Linked DNA regions of Mus musculus: regions 1 and 2 are each linked to region 3. The links are chromatin contacts, called in public HiChIP or PLAC-seq maps. All regions are on one chromosome and are shown on one strand. The core of a region is the stretch at or near the end of the contact, and the rest is flanking DNA. Distances in the headings are between cores, read along the strand shown.

Region 1 (3,551 bases), core at 116-2,615, 810 kb before region 3:
CACGGGACACACGACTGGAAGCTGGGAGTGGGAACAGTTAAGAACCCCAAGCTGCAGAACCCAGCGTCGTGGGTTAGGGCTAAAGCTGGTGCGAGAGTCCACCGGTTAAGAAGTATAATGGAGACAAATATCTAAGAAGAAATCCTAAGGGCTATAATGTTCGGTGGTTTAAATGAGGGACAGGGCCGAAGGAGAATACCGGTGAGGACCACACAAACCCACTGAACAAGGACCACACAAACCCATCAAAGCAACAAGGTGGACTACGGAAGGGGGGCGCTGTAGTAACGTGGGGCCCGGAAAGGGAGGTGGGGCTGAGATAATTCGGGGTCACAGAAAAACGGTGTAGTGTAGCAACGTGAGGTAGAGGAAATGGGTGCTGGTGGTGATGCGGAGTGACAGAAAGGAGGTCAGGAGTTGTGAAGTGGCTGCGGACCAGGATGCCAGGGATGGGGGCGGGGGGAGGTCCTGCCGCAAGAGTGATGAGGAAAGGAGACGTGCAAGGAAACGAGCTGTGGGGTGGAAGAGGTCCAGGGCGCCGGAGATGGGTGCACCTTCCGAGGTGACGTTGGGGGTCTGAGCCCCGCCAGCGCCCAGGGGGCGGAGGAAGAGAGGCACCAGCAGCAGCAGCAGCATCTGAGGAAAAGGCAACAGTGAGGGCACGGAGGAGCCCGCCGGCCGCGGCCTGGGCCAGCCGACGGACAGGTCTCGCTCCGCGCACCTCACGGGCTCCAACCGCGCGGTTCGGGACGCGAAGGGCGCCCCGCGGAGGAGGCGGGGGCGGAGCCGCACGGGCTGGGGGGGAGAGGAGGAGAGAGCGCCTGTCCCCACCCTCCTCCGGCCTCCCTCGGCCCCCCACCCTCCCGGGACTCCACCTCCTCTCAGCAGCCCCTGTGGCTAGCGCTAGCCCAGCTTACCCACGCTCAGGGGTCCCGCTACCCCATCACTCGCCTCTCGCACCCGAACCCCACGCACCCCCCGGCCCTACCCTACGTCCACCGGCCTCCTTGCCAAGCCCCGGTCGTGGGGCCCCGGTCTTACCTCGGCGGCCGGTCCCGCTCCGCGGCTCTCCCCGGGCCTCAAGGGCCCAGGCCCGGCCGCGGCTCCCCGTTCTCCCTCCCGGTCCTCCAGCTTCCCCTCCCCCTGTTCTTCTTCCACAGGAATCCAGGCTCCAGCCCGGCCGGGGTCTCTCCCCTTCGCGATCGCTACCCGCAAACCCCACCCCCGTCTCTCCTTCCCCGGGGCGACGGCGGCCGCGAGAGCACGGTGCCGGGAGGGAAGGAGGCGGCGCCGGGGACCGGGGAAGCTCTCGGGCGGAGGGAGGAAGGAGGGTGCAGGGGAAGACGGGGCGGGGGGAAGGGAGGGGGAGATCGGAGAGGGCGCCTCCCACAACCCGAGCCCCAGGAGCCGCCCCGGATCCCGGCCCCTCCCTAGACCGCCCACGGCGCGGGAGGGCGTAGAGGTAGGATGGAGGGGAACATAGGCGACCACGCATGCAGGCGGGGGACTAAGAGCTGCCGAGAGACCCGCAGACTAGACTGATGGAGACAGGAGGGGGGGCTGTAGGGGGTTATAGGACCCAAGCCTAAAGCAGAGGAGCTGGCACAAAGACAAGGAGCCTGGATGAAGGTGAAGAAAGGATGTGTTTGTACAAAAGGAAGACAGATCTGGACCTGGCGTAAGGAGGGAAGACGTCATATGCCTGGGGAACAGACCTTGAAGGGGAAGGGAGAATCAAGGGTCAAAAGGGCAGCCGATGGTGGAGGGAGCACTAGGAGAAAAATAGGATAGAAGAGCTAGAACTGGGAGCCCCGGGTGGCTCGTTAGTCCAGCAGTAGGCTACTTGCCAGCTTATGGCGGGGAGCAAGAGATCAGGGGCATCAGAAGAGATACTGAGGTAGATGGAGAAAGGAGAGGGCATAAAGAAAGAAAACCTCTACGTGAGCATGAGCCTGTATTATCAACACTCGGACCAGACCTGCCATTCTTGACTAAGGGTAAACTGGAGGCCCTGACAGAGAAGTCTGACAGCCAAAGCTCCTGCATTGCGATTGTCTGTCCATAACTTGATGGACAGAAAGATGAAAAAGGGAGTGTGGCGGGGGCTGGGGGAGGCACTCCTTTGCTGGCTAGTTCTTCCAGAGAGGTGGGTGGAAAGCAGGTATTATGAGACCCAGGAGAACCAAGGCTCTCAACCTTCAACCCTATGTTAGAACAAGTATTTGTAATGACTCCTAAACCACGAACTAATAATCATAGATTACATCACTTCCCTATGCACGTGACTAAAAAGAACAAAATATTTCCCCATCTATAAGAAGGAGCATAGCAATTTGCTACAACATAAACAGTATTTTAGAGTGAGTGCCGTTTCCCTCGAAGCAGGCAAATGCTTACACCTCTCCTTAGAGTCACAGAAATGAAACTTCTACCAACACACTGATACAGGTGCATAGCCAGTGACTCAACTACCTCCGGCATGTTGCCATCAATGTAGTGACTTCAGGAAATGTTGAGCAACTCTTGGTAGCAAAGTCAAGCTTCCCTAAACTCACACAGAACTGTAATTGCATTCCTAGAAAGTTCGCTGCATATTCAGACCATTAAAAAAAAAAAAAAGACTATTAAGTTCTAGGCTCAGATAATTAAACACAAGTTTTTACCTACATGAATGTCCTGGGGGACTTCTGAAAATCTGGATAAAGAGAGAACTCTTATCTGGCAGGAGGACAGCTTTTACACAGGTTCTACCCATATGTACACCCCCTCTCACAGTTCTAAATACAAAAAAAAAAAAAAAAAAAGCCCCACAAGCTTTTAAATGTTGCCTGGAAAGAGTCTGAGAACCACTGGACTAAATAGTGAGCAAAAGAGAGTAGGAAGGAGTTCTAACCACCAGAAGAGACAGCCACCCTCCTCTGAGTGGCCTGCCCTCTCAATAAGACCAACTGAAGTTATGGATACCAGTGAGGGAAGTTTCTCAGATAGTCAAAAAGAAGAGCTACCTGGCCGGGTGTGGTGGTGCATGCCTTTAATCCCAGCACTTGGGAGCAGAGGCAGGCAGATTTCCGAGTTCGAGGCCAGCCTGGTCTACAAAGTGAGTTCCAGGACAGCCAGGTCTACACAGAGAAACCCTGTCTCGAAAAAAAAAAAAAAAAAGAGCTACCTGACTCTGACTGACTCTCTGCCAGGCCTTGGCTAGTTCTTCTAGCCAGGTGGTATCCTGTGGTCCTGGCAAAGCTGAGTTCACAAACCCCTCCCCAAGTCCAGCAGGACCCTGCCTCAATGCAACATCTGAGCAAGCATGCTCCCTGGGATCACAGACTACTCCCAACATCTTTGTGTAAGCACTCTGATTTGCTTGCCTCTAGAGCATTCTGTAGCTGCCATTTCCTCCTTTCATACCTTTTCACCCTCCAGTATACTTTCCAGAGTTCCTTATCCATGTTCCTCGGGACACTTGTTTAGATTCTTCCTCAAACCACCATGTGTCAGCCCTGTTCTTCCCACAGATATTGTACCTAGCAGGAGATACGATGTCGGGAATGAAT
Region 2 (3,773 bases), core at 463-2,962, 690 kb before region 3:
ACCTCACCTGCTCTGCTCTTCCATTTCCTGAGTATCTACTTTACAAACCCGTCACATAATTTTTTTTTTAAAGATTTATTTATTATTTATACATAAGTACACTGTAGTTGACTTCAGATGCACCCGAAGATGACGTCAGATCTCATTACAGATGGTTGTGAGCCACCATGTGGTTGCTGGGATTTGAACTCAGGACCTTCAGAAGAACAGTCAGTGCTCTTACCAGCTGAGCCATCTCGCCAGTCCCAATTTTTTTTTTTTTTTTACTTGACAAGTTATGTCAGCACTCAGAAAATTTCAAAGTTGAGGGCGTTTGCAATTTTAGATTTTTTTTTTTTTTTTGGATTAGAAACAATAATGACCAATCTGTATCCTCCTTCCTGGGAAGGAGGACAAGGAATTCTGGGCATGGCACCTTAATTACAATTTCAGTAGGTAATAAACAAAGCTTGGGAGAGGGCAAGAGGAGGAGTTAATTGCTCATCTTCAGGGAGCTTGTCAGGATGGAGGGAAAGACAGGCAACAGCTCGGAAGCAGAAGCTGCTGAGGCATTGGGATTCGCCGCACAGATCACGTGGCTGTAGCAGAGGGGATGTTAAATCGGTAACCTGAGGCATGGCCTTGGCATCACTGTAAGGACTTTCTTTAGTGGGGGTGGGGTGATGGGATGGGGCTGACTGCACTGGTAGCAGCAGCACCATTGCCAGTTGGATTGGATGTGATGTGAGAGCAGATGAGGAGTTGAGAAGACGTGGATTGGCCCAGGACCAATGTGGCTATTAGCAAGCAGCTTAGATGAGGAAGACTGTGAATGAAGATGAAGAGTCAAATGTCAAGGGGTTGAGAGAATGGGGCTCAGTTCCCAGAACCCACATTGGGTGGCTCACAACTACCTGTAACCCAAGTTCCAGAATTTTTAACAGCTCTATGGGCATCTTAACCAATATGGTACACATACAGACTAACAGGCACACATACACATAAAATTCTTTAACAATCAATTTTTTTTTAAAGTTAAAGATTAAACTAGGCATGGTAGTACACCTTGTCATTACAGCTCTCTGGAAGCTGAGACAGGAACCATTCCTGAGAGTTAGAGGCCCACACGGATTACATAGCAAGACCCTGGAAGGAGGAGGGGAAGAGAAATGAGATAGCATAAGGGTACCCAATGCAGCTGTGTGATGACATCTATGGAATCCATCAACGTGTACAGTGACTATACAAGAGAGAGTTAAAGGCTGGATGTGTGAATCCGGGTTTGTCTGTCATGAACTGTGCAGCCCTGGATAAGCATATGGCATTATGGGTGGTGGTGAAACTAAAATAATCCCTATTAACATTAGCCATTTGTAATTTTCATGTATTTCTTTCCTGCTCTCTTACCTGGTTCACAAGAGTCTACACATCTCCTTTATTGTAAGGAACCTGGAGGGCTGGCAGAATAGGAAGTTCATTTGCACACCATCAGAGTCAATGTCAGCCTTAGGGACACAGCAGACAGTAGTGCTCCTGCTCCCCATAATGTTAAACCTTGACTCCTGACTCCCAGGGATATAATGACTCAAACAACAGGGACATGGGCAGTGAGTCAGAAACATGAAAGAAACGTGAAGCAGAGAAGGCTGGCTGGCGAAAGAGACAACACAGAGAGTGACCTAGGAAAGCCTCTTGAGCTGAGAGTCAGTCTATCTATGTGCTTCTGGGTCTTGGCCCAAAGAACCAACTCTCCCTCCCTCTTTCCTTCCTCTTCCCTGATGACTTGTCACCAAAGTATCACAGGCATGCTGTTGGCAGCCAGCCTGGCAATTAGTTCAGGAGCCTCTCCCTTTGACTTCCTCTAGAGTCAAGCCTCCAGAGATCCCCCAACTCACCCCTCCAGCCTTGCCCAATTCTATGTTGCATTTCTGGAAGTAAGCATTGGCCTCAGGACCTACCTAGGCCTCTCAGCTCCTCTCCTGGATCCCCTCCTGGCGGGGAGATGGCATCTGGCACCCTTTTATCTACAATCTCAGAACACTTTTGTGAGCATCTTTGAAACCTGGGTTTGGTAGCTGTGTCCACACCCATGCTGCTCCCTGTCCCAGGGGGGCATGCAAAGCATGAAGAGTAGGAGGGACTTCAGAGAAGCAGAGGAAATGGTGCTTACAAAAGTTTGTGAGGTGCTTCCAACAAAACTGTGAAGAGCTGTCACTGGGAGGAGAAAGGTGAGGTGGACACTGAGAAGGGACTTTGGGAAGACAGTGCCCACCAAGGCAGATGGAGAGCAGAAGGCGAGAAACAACCACACCAGAAACAAATCCAGCACAAGCAGTGGAGAGTCTGGCAGAGTGGTTGAATCTGCTACGGAATTGTTACAGTTGGAGAAGAGGCAACAGTGTTTCATATTGCTATAGCACCTTCAGTCTTCATTCCACATTCGTCATAGATATCATCACTCCCATTTTAGAGATCACAGATGGAGGAATCCAAGCTGAAAAAGTTGACATGAATCATGTGGCTAGTAAAAATGAGAATTCATTCTTTCTGGAGCAGAGGAGACCCGTAGATCTCTGGGGCTGACTGGCTGACCAACTAACTTTCTTGTCAAGCAAGCTCTAGCCCAATAAGAGACTTTGTTTCAAAAAAACAAGATGACTTTGTTTCAAAATAAGGGACTTTGTTTCAAAGACAAGCTCCTGAGAAATGACAGCTAAGGTGGAGCGCTCGCACGCGCGCGCACACACACGCACACACACACACACACACACACACACACAGGAAAAAAGCTGGACTTGGACTTGATGACCCATACTTTTAATGTCAGCACTTGAAAGAGAGGCAGGCTAGCTAGGGCTACATAGAGAAATCTTGTATCACAAAACAAATTTTAAAAAAGAGAGATTTATCTCTCCCCCCCACCCCACCCCCCTACTATAGCAGCGTCTGTTAAAGGGTGAGAATAGATATCATCCTGTCCCACCACCACCACCACCACCACCACCATCACCACCACCACCACTACCACCACTACCCACTTTAAGGGCCTGGTCTCATTGTAGCCAAGGCTGGCCTTGAACTATTGATTCTGTTACCTTCATTCCTCAAGTGCTGGCATTATAGGTCTGTGCTACCATGCCGGGTTCCTCCCCCACCAAGCAGTCTAAGACATGTTGCCTTCCAAAGACTTAGCTACTTGTCAAGAAATGATGTGATATAAGCGAGCAAAACAGATAGGGGTGTGGCCCAGGGCTAGAGGGCTTCTTTGGGGGGGGAGCAGTTTAGAAAAGCTTCACAGAGGAAGTCTGGGAAAGGGAAATGCACCAGAGGACAGTGGGAGGAGGCAGGAGAGAGCCTGTCAGGCCAAAGCCAGGAAGCAGAGTGTGTGGGAGAACTGGGTACGTACAAAGAAAACAAAAGAGGGCGTGAAGGGAGCTGGAAAGAGAATCTACAAAAGTAATTCGGAGACAGTAACATTAAATTTATGACCTATTCAAAAATCATCGAGAGCTGGTGTGTGTGTATGTGTGTGTGTGTGTGTGTGTGGAGGGGGGCTTACAACCACAGTTTTATGGGATACTTTATTATGTTGGAGATGCTAAGAACCTTGGTGGTGAAATAAAGAACATTCCGTGACCATTCCCCATATGCCAGGCAACACGTAAAGAGCTTTCAGGAACATTACTCAAATTTAATCTATGCTGCAGTTAAAAGCAATGAGGAGGAGCTTAGAACGTAGCTGTGTGGTAGAGCAGGCACTTAACCTGTATGAAGCCCTGGATTTCATCCCCAGC
Region 3 (3,811 bases), core at 956-3,455:
AACCACATGGTGGCTCACAACCATCTGTAACAAGATCTGATGCCCTCTTCTGGAGTGTCTGAAGACAGCTACAGTGTACTTACATATAGTAAATAAATAAATCTTTTTAAAAAAATTTTCAAAATTGGATGTGTAAAAAACTGATTATGCAGGCTGGAGAAATAGCTCAGCAGTCAAGAGCTCTGATGGCTCTTTCAGAGGTCCTGAGTTCAATTCGCAGCAATCACATGGTGGCTTACAACCATCTGTAATGGGATAATGGGAACTGATGCCATTTTCTGGTGTGTCTGAAGAGAATGACAGCATAATCACGTACATTTAATTAATTAATTAATTAATTAATTAATTAATACTGTTAAAAAATCTGGTTATGCCAAATGGTGGCAGCACACACTTTTAATCTTAGCACATGGAAAGCAGAAGCAGGTAGATTTCTGAGTTTAGGCCAACCTGGTCTACAGAGCAAGTTCCACAACACCAGGGCTACATAGAGAAACTGTCTCTAAAGACAAAACAAAAATAAGGAAGCAAGCACACACACACACTCACATACAAACTGGTTATGAGAAATAGAATACTTGAGTAAACTAGATTAAATGTGCAATACACTTGCATGGCAGGATGTCTCCGGGTCCAAGTAGTTCCCTTGGATGGAGCACAGTCACACCGAAGTAAGTTGTGTGCTAGCCTCATTACAGGTTGCATGGGGACTGCAACCTGCTGCTTCTGCCTCTGGCTGTGTAGACCTGACTAGGAAAACACTCCTTATCTACATGGAAGATGAGTTCCTCCTGATGTCTCACTTGTCGGGGATGGATTCCCTTGCCCTATGGAAGATTTCAAAGTCTGCACCCACATCCTAAATGTCTCGAACAACAGAGATGCAGATAGCAATTACTTTTCACTCTGTGCCTCCCAAACTGGCAGACATATGAGGGTGCTATGAACAAGGGAACCTTGTACATAGCCTACCACCTGACTGGGTATGGGACCTGCATGTTAGTTCATTTGGCCACGCCATTTCTCATGGCATTCAATTCTTCCACTTAATAAAAGCAAATTCCAAGGTTCATACCTCAACTGTCCATGTTCAAAGGAAGCTTTCAGATAAGCTGCCTTCACATTCAACACCTTTGGAAAGCTCTTCTGCATACAATCTTATGAAAAATGACTTCAGTAGGACTCTAACTTAATGCTTTTATTGATTATTTGAAAATTTCACATGATGTATCCCAATCCCATTCACATCCCAGTCCCCCAAGTTGGCCCTCCCTTATACTCTCCCCCCCCCCCACACCAAAAAAGGAAAAATACCAAGTTTAATTCGTGTTGCCCATATACTTACTGAAGCGTTGTCAAACTCCCAGTGGCCAGCCTCTTAAAGATACCTGGTTCCTTCCTCACCCCGCCCCTGACAGAAGCCATCAGCTGTGTCAGGTCAGCATCCTTATCACAATTTTTAAAAGTTCTCTTCAGTGGCTTTTCTTTTTCTTTTTCTTTTTCTTTTCTTTCTTTCTTTTTCTTTTTCTTTTCTTTTCTTTTCCTTTTCTTCCTTCCTTCCTTCCTTCCTTCCTTCCTTCCTTCCTTCCTTCCTTCCTCCCTCCCTCCCTCCCTCCCTCCCTCCCTCCCTCTCTCTCTCTCTCTTTCTTTCTTTCTCTGTGGGCGATAAGGAAGAGGTTCTCACAGAAGCGTTCTATGTCTCTCATTCTCAGACTGAAATCATACATACCCTGGCCTTTATAGTCAGCAGCACGCCCTTAGGGCTTCAGCCTGGCAGTTTCTGGCTTCAGTATGGACCACAGTGTGGCACTCAGCAGCACGCATTTGGGACTTCCGCGGTTGCGGGCACTAGTTATAAAGTCCACCCAGATCCGCAGGAATCAAACCCGCCCTTAAAGTCTAGATCTGCCTGATGGCGCTCTGCGGGTTTCTCCTATGGCTGGCAGGCGTTCTAGCCCCCGCCACAGTCCTGAGCTGGTGACTGCGGTGTCCTGAGGGAATTGGCCTCTGCGGGGAGGAGCGGGTGGGTGGAGTGGGGCTCCACTGGGGAAGCCCCGCCCCTGCATCGCCAGCTGAACCTTCCGTCTCTTCTCCACCCGGGTCCCAAACCCTAAGCCCTGCTCCCCTCCTGGCCAGAGCACCGTCCTGGAGTCCTGGGAGGACGTCGGAGTTTCACCGCCCGCCATCCACAGGCTCACACTAGCTGTGGTATTCCCTCATCGCCGCCTCCGGACCCGCCTGGGCCTCAGGGAGCCCGGTATCATGGAACTCAGTTTAGTGAACCACAAGGAATTCCTGCCATTTGATAAAAATGCCCTGGCCCCAAGCCATGTGGCTAGAGCAGGAGGGGATGGAGTACCAAGAGCAAGAGACACAGAGAGCCAAGAATGAGGAGCAGATTTTCCAAGTGAACCCTGCTCTTAGCTACTACAACCAGCCCTTTATAGTAAGCAGCACGCATTTTGGACTTCTACAAGGCTTCTGGCTCAGCATGGACCACAGCATCTCAGTCTGTCCTAAGTTTTATCTTCTCCCCTAAAGATTTATTTATTTTATGTATATGAGTACATTGTACATTGTAGCTGTCTTCAGACCAGAAGAGGGCATCAGATTCCATTACGAATGGTTGTGAGCCATGTGGTTGCTGAGATTTGAACTCAGGACCATAGGAACAGTGGTCAGTGCTCTTAACCACTGAGCCATCTCTCCAGCCCCCGTGAGTTCACATTTTTAAAGCATCTTTCCAGGGATCGGCTCTTCTCTGATATTTCCAGGAAGACTTCAGGCTCTGCTGATTCCTCTGCTGCCTCCTCCGCCTGGGAGCCTCCATGGAACTCTCAGGCTCCTCAGAGCTACTCCTCAGGCTGCAGGCAGGAAAAGTTTGGGTGGACCTACTTGAAGCTCAGGATCTGAGCCCAAGTTAATTTGTCAAAGAGATGGTGGCTCCCTTTACAAAGCTCCTATGTGCTTGTTCCTTATGCAGGAGTCTGATGGAAACAACCTGCTACTTACAGTTTCCTTAACCCACTACTATCCAGATGTTGGCAGCACACACTTTTAATCTCAGCACTTGGAAAGCAGAAGCAGGTAGATTTCTGAGTTTAGGCCAACCTGGTCTACAGAGCAAGTTCCACAACACCCAGGGCTACATAGAGAAACTGTCTCTAAAAACAAAACAAAAATACCATGACTCTGGTACATGGTCCAGCCAGTTCTACAATTGCATTTGACCTTATGTTAACTTCATATTTAACCACTTATTGATTTGTATTAATCTTAATGTAAATTTTGTTCTTGTTAACTTTGTCTCTTAATGTTTCTGACACGGTTGTACAGTTATCACCACCTGACTCATGTTCTGTATCTTCACCATCTATTAGGTTATTTTGTGTCCCCATAGATGGACCCCCTACTGAGGTACACGAACTACTTCTTCTACATAGTGGGTTTTGTCATCTTGAAAGAGTTACAGCCTGCCTCAGTCCCTGACTGGAGATCTCTGAAAGGGAGCCATACACATCAAATAATAAAAACAATATAGAGAGCCATCAAGAAAGGCAGTCGCTCTAACACGGGAGGACCTGAGTTTGATCCCAGGGATCCACAGGTAAGAAGACGCAGGTCTCTTGAAATTTATTCTGAGGCTGTCACAGTACTTGGCGGAATACATGAACACACACACAAACACACACTCCCTACACACAAACATATCACCACTACCACCAGGACCATCACCAACACAAACAAACAAAGACACAAAGCACACCAGCTTTTGTTCCACATGTGACTTTTTTTTTTTGGGGGGGGGGGG

The links. HiChIP or PLAC-seq counts read pairs in DNA pulled down with a chosen protein or histone mark.
Region 1: a FOXA1 HiChIP or PLAC-seq map of pancreatic cancer cells shows a contact between it and region 3. The contact joins the promoter of Gabbr1 here to the enhancer-like site in region 3. A contact is called at or near these places in 4 of 39 promoter capture datasets (cranial neural crest, embryonic stem cells, maxillary cranial neural crest and 1 more) and 3 of 115 datasets of contacts at active chromatin or transcription factors (embryonic stem cells, pancreatic cancer cells and stem cell-derived neural progenitor cells).
Region 2: a FOXA1 HiChIP or PLAC-seq map of pancreatic cancer cells shows a contact between it and region 3. The contact joins two enhancer-like sites. A contact is called at or near these places in 4 of 39 promoter capture datasets (the HPC-7 cell line, cranial neural crest, frontonasal cranial neural crest and 1 more) and 1 of 115 datasets of contacts at active chromatin or transcription factors (pancreatic cancer cells).

Annotation. Positions count from the first base shown.
Region 1 is chr17:37,043,780-37,047,330 of GRCm38.p6, reverse strand. Gabbr1 (gamma-aminobutyric acid (GABA) B receptor, 1) reads right to left here and starts at 1,365. Exons shown (of 23, transcript NM_019439.3): 1 at 1,042-1,365; 2 at 555-636. The coding sequence starts at 636.
Region 2 is chr17:36,929,975-36,933,747 of GRCm38.p6, reverse strand. It overlaps 1700031A10Rik (RIKEN cDNA 1700031A10 gene), which reads right to left. Exons shown (of 3, transcript NR_045439.1): 3 at 316-805. Among named protein-coding and RNA genes, the nearest start is that of 1700031A10Rik, 8.1 kb to the right of the region's middle. Within about 2 kb of position 1,712, at least 58 of the 459 cell types and tissues checked have an H3K27ac peak or open chromatin away from gene starts, as enhancers often do. A contact at or near this core is called in pancreatic cancer cells, where this site is marked.
Region 3 is chr17:36,235,870-36,239,680 of GRCm38.p6, reverse strand. No RefSeq gene overlaps it. Among named protein-coding and RNA genes, the nearest start is that of Rpp21, 20 kb to the left of the region's middle. Within about 2 kb of position 2,205, at least 65 of the 459 cell types and tissues checked have an H3K27ac peak or open chromatin away from gene starts, as enhancers often do. A contact at or near this core is called in pancreatic cancer cells, where this site is marked.